2 separate regions of the Capsicum annuum genome follow, and region 1 is linked to region 2. Evidence: chromatin contacts called from public Hi-C data. All regions are on one chromosome and are shown on one strand. The core of a region is the stretch at or near the end of the contact, and the rest is flanking DNA. Distances in the headings are between cores, read along the strand shown.

Evidence for each region. Hi-C and Micro-C count contacts between places; a contact is called where the count stands out from the background.
Region 1: a Hi-C map of leaf shows a contact between it and region 2, with 2.6 times the contacts expected there. The contact joins the promoter of LOC107849960 here to the promoter of LOC107850386 in region 2. A contact is called at or near these places in 2 of 5 Hi-C or Micro-C datasets (leaf and placenta).

The regions. Positions count from the first base shown.
Region 1 is chr12:223,049,971-223,052,670 of UCD10Xv1.1, reverse strand. It overlaps LOC107849960, which reads left to right and starts at 1,291. Exons shown (of 1, transcript XM_016694467.2): 1 at 1,291-2,616. The coding sequence starts at 1,665. The coding sequence ends at 2,366.
Region 2 is chr12:222,896,248-222,898,947 of UCD10Xv1.1, reverse strand. LOC107850386 (probable CoA ligase CCL5) reads left to right here and starts at 1,428. Exons shown (of 5, transcript XM_016694874.2): 1 at 1,428-2,700. The coding sequence starts at 1,587.

The DNA of each region.
Region 1 (2,700 bases), core at 42-2,541, 150 kb before region 2:
TATCACGAGTTGCGGTGAAATGATCGAAATTTCTTCATCCTTAACTATAACAACAACGACATACTCAGTGAATCCCACAAATGAGGTTTAGGAAGGGTACCATACAATGTACACATACCATACCACTACCTCGTAAGAGGCTGTTTCCGGAAAACTCTCGCTCAAGTGCAATAAATTCAAGTACAAAGAAGAAGGAAATAGTGAAAAAAAAAACATAATGACGAACGAAGAAAGTTGTGCAAAGCCCACAAAAAGGAATAAGAACAACATTAAAATAATGACATAATCAAACACAATAAACAAATTCGAACTTCTCAAAATATAAAAAAAATAATCATATTTAGAGCAATGCCTTCAAAAATTAATTTTGTGATGCATCAATCTGAATTCAATAAATACGGAATACCAAATGAAAAGAAAAAGAAATTTCTTGGAAGATATGGTGTAAATCTTAATTAATTTTGTCAGATTACAACAATGCTCCTTAATTAGCAAACATTTTGTCTGCATGGCGTTAAAATTAATATATCGGTTGTATAATAGATGGAATCTTTCCTCAAATTATTTACTCCCTCCGTCTCAAATTTCCTAATTTGATTTCCCATTTTACTTGTCTTTTTCCATTAATCAAGAAGAGATAATTTTTTCTCTCTATGTTTTACCCTTTGCATTAATTACTTTTTCTTCAAATTAAAATGTAAACATCATTTAATAGGGGTACTATGGTAAATTAGTCATGTTATTAATTATTTTTTTAATTAATGTGTTATCTCAATTTGGGACGAGTAATTTGGGACTTAGGGAGTATCATTTTAAAAATTCAAGCAAAAATTAATTATGTTGTTCATTTTACCTTTCGTAAGTATTAAAAAAATATGAACACCTTAATTATGTGAAGATGACACATAAATAAAATAAACATATAATGAGAAAAGATTATTTTTCCATGTATAAATAAGGACAAAATATCAAAATCCCGTCTTTTTAACAACGTACATTTTCAGTTAAAAAGGTATATATAAACTATTATTTTGTCCATTACAAAAGTAATTCTTTATAAAGGGTGCAAAATGTCGTGTACAATTGAATAATACAAATTAAATTAACAACTTTTGCAAATGCATCATTACTCGTGAGCAATTTAACACGATAAATAGAAATAATATTATCAAGTCTTGTTCGTTCATCAAAAAATAACTTTTATATACTCATCATATATGATATTTTTTTTCAGATCACCCCGCTATAATACACTGATAATATAGTAATTCCTTACATTACCACTAATATAATTAAACTAAATCCTACTATAAACTAAAATTAATCCACAAACAACAATATCTTAACAACTAGTCAACTACTATACTATCAACTAATCAATCAATCCATTAATTTACTAATATTTTCTCTATTTCCCATTGCTTATGAAGTTTCCTGAGGGGACAAATTTTGGTACCTTAGTTGTTGCCAATTATATGACAACAAATCCGTACAAAAAAAGGATACTTCCTGTCCTTTTTCCTAAAGAGATCTTAAATCTCAATTAATTAATTCATCTTTGATTTAACTATAAATACATTTGCAATATTTAGATGTATAACAAAGTGTATTAATCTCATCACAAAACTCAAACAATATTTTCAACAATCACTTAGAAAATTTCAATGGCACTCCCAAATTTTGATGCTCTAAGAGATTTGCACGATTCGGCCAACAACATGCTTCATTCACCTCTGATCAAACGAGAAATCGCGCATCAGGGTCAGGAGAAGTGGGCATACGAAGTTTCAGAAACATCGTTAAGGATGCTGGAGGTATGTGGTACTACCAAAGATGTCATGTTGCTTGTTAAGGATCACGTTCACGACCTGAAATGTACGTTCAGAAGAATCAGCGTTGGAGAAAATGCGACGACAGAAAATAAGTTTGCACCTTTTCATTGTCATAGGAAGAAGTTGAAGAAAGAGATGTTAAAGCGCTTGCATTCCCTAAAAGGGATGAAAAATAACACTAAGTGCATCGATTCATCGATAGATGATAAAAATAATCTAATGGTGGTGGTGAATGTATTAAGAGAAGTTAGAGTGGCAACAATGTCAATATTGGAATCTTTGATGGCACTAATGTCAATGCCAAGTCCAAATACGACTCGGAAAACGAGTAAAGGGTATTTCGGTTCAAAATTATTGATGAGAGTAAACAGTTTAAGTTCGTGGGAAAAATGTGACGCGATGACGTTGCAATGTGCTAATAAAAGACTAGAAGCCGTGGAATTAGCCATTGAAGATCTTGAAGGAGAGCTTGAATGTATTATTCGAAGATTGATTCGAACAAGAGTTTCACTTTTAAATTTACTTACTTACTAGCAATTCTTTTTTAAAAAAATATTAGAGGGGAGCTAATTACATATTATTTGAAGGGCTTTCAATGATCTAATATTATGTAATTAGTTAATTAATTAAGATCACTGCACAACTAGCTCAGTGAAACACTGATGGTAAAAAAACCAGTTCGGTGCAATAAAGTTCCTGCTATATGCGAGGTTCCACTACTAAAAAAAAAGGGAAAAACCGACCAAATTTTGTGATCGGTAAAGTAGTGGTAGGTTTTTAAAAACGGACCAGAAGTGGTTGATTTTAAAATTATATATATATTTTTAAAATTCATTATTATTTTATTAAAATTGGAAAAAATAATTTT
Region 2 (2,700 bases), core at 179-2,678:
AATGTTACTGTAAACTACGTTTATACTAGTTTTGTAAAATTTTAAAAAAATATATTATTTTGGTGAATTGATTAAAAAATTAGCTTATTTCGGTCCAAAGCTCTAGACGTAGAGTAGTAAGTATTTGTTTTTTTTATTGGTAAGATTGGCAAAAAAAATGGTCGGTTTTAGAAATTTGGCATAAAAGAATATGGTTGGCTAAATGAATCTGGCACGATAAGCATGCATGATAAACGTGTCAAGCCAACTTGGAATCAGACACATGGTTAACATAATTGATATTTTTGTTAAAGACCTTGTGTTATTTTTTAAAAAGTTCAATATAAATATATTTATTTTTTATTATAACCTAACTCGAGATCCAACCTCAACTGGGAACTCAAAATTTGACCTCGACCAAAGTCTTGACCTCAGACGGGGTCCTGACTCTTGGCCCCAGCTGGGGCCCCAATCCTGATCTAAGTCTAGATCGGGAATATGAAGTCAGGTTTGACACAAGCGAAATTTAACTCACTCATAATATTTAGATCGATTAAAATCAATTTCTTCAACGTGGTAAGTATCCTAACGCTGACCAACGGGTATTTTTCGTAGCCGATTGGATTGATGCGATCCCTTAACAGACTTCATTTGATTCACAGATTAAAATAACCAGAAATTATAGTTCAGAGATTATTTTATTTTATTTCAGAAATGAGATAAAATAATTCAAGCTTATTGTATACGATGAAATATCTCAAAACTTAAATTAAGATTAAATTTATTTTGTGCTCGATTGACAATCGATACAAATTTAAGAAGCATTAATCATTCAAGATTGTGATTAAATTTATATTGTAAACAAACATAAATAATACTTATAAAACTACTTCCAAAACAACCCCCAACGAACCAAATAATAACCCAGTTGAAACATTTGGAAGCTGATCCGCAATTTACTCCATCCTATAATTAATAAACACATAACCATCAGCACCAAAAACATGCACCATCTAGATGTCAGACAGTCAGAGTCATACTTCAAAAAATCAAAAAAGCAGCAGTCAACTTTGGTGATCTACAAATATACTACTACTACATACCACTAAAATATTATTTCCACCCCTTTGAAAAAATGATCTGTTTTGTCTTTATGATAAATTTTTAAAATAAAGATGAATGCTAAATACTCTCTCCGTTTATTTTTATTTATTATAATTTTTTTAATTAAAATTTCTATTTTTTATTTATTGTTTTTCACTATCAAGAAAAAATAAGTATTTTTTATTTTAACTTTAATATTAATGATTTATTTTTTAATTATTTTCAAGATATATTATTTTAAACATCAAATAATTAAAGTAATATGATAAAATAATTATTTTTTAATAGTGTGCCACATTAAAGAGTTACAAATAAAGGCAAATAAAGGGAATATAAATTCTCTTGGTAGGGAGCGCTGTGGCGAATTTGGATTAGTTAACTCCACCAAAAAGGAAAAAAAAAAAAAGGGAGTATAAATTCTGAGATCCCAAATCTATCAATCCTCCTCATTCCATTTTCACTTAAAAAAAACCCATAACCTACTGAAACTTCACATTCCAACAATGGCAACCATTGATCCAAGAAGTGGTTATTGTCCATCAAACTCAATATTCTACAGCAAACGCAAACCAATTACCTTACCATCAAACCAATCCATCGACGTAACAACATTCATTTCCTCAAGAGCACATAGTGGAAAAATCGCATTCATTGATGCTTCGTCAGGCCAAAAGCTAAGTTTTACCGATGTATGGAACGCCGTAGAAGCCTTAGCCAGTTGCCTTTCTGTAAATATGGGCATTCGTAAAGGCCACGTAGTTCTCCTCCTTTCTCCAAACTCCATTTACTTCCCTATAATTTGTCTTGCCGTCATGTCACTTGGAGGTATAATCACCACGACGAATCCACTCAATACTAGCAGTGAGATCTCTAAACAAATCAAAGATTCGAAGCCTGTGCTGGCTTTCACAATCCCTGAGTTGCTCCCGAAGATTACAGGATCTAATCTACCAGTGATCCTCATCAACGGAGAAGAATTAGCATTTACATCTGATTCCAAACTGAGAATTATTGGTACGTTAGAAAAACTGATTATGGAAAAACCAGCTGAGAGAAGGATGAAGGAAAGAGTGACACAGGAGGATACAGCTACTCTGTTGTACTCGTCCGGCACAACAGGTGCAAGCAAAGGAGTTATTTCATCACACAGGAACCTGATCGCGATGGTACAGACGATCGTGGGAAGGTTCAAATTAGATGAAGGAGAACAGACATTTATATGTACAGTTCCTATGTTTCATATATACGGATTGGCAGCATTTGCAGCTGGAATATTAGCATCAGGATCGACAGTAGTTGTGTTATCGAAATTTGAAATGGACGAAATGCTTTCGTCCATTCATAAATATAAAGCAAGTTATTTGCCTTTAGTGCCACCTATTCTAGTAGCGTTAGTAAACAACGCTGGACTTATTCAAAAGAAATATGATTTGAGTAGCTTGAAAAACGTTCTTTCAGGCGGTGCTCCCTTGAGTAAAGAGGTTACTGAGGGGTTTCTGGAGAAGTACCCCTCCGTTAGGATTTTGCAAGGGTATGGATTGACTGAATCATCGGGGATTGGTGCTTCGACTGATTCATTGGAGGAGAGTAGGAGATATGGAACAGCAGGGATGTTGT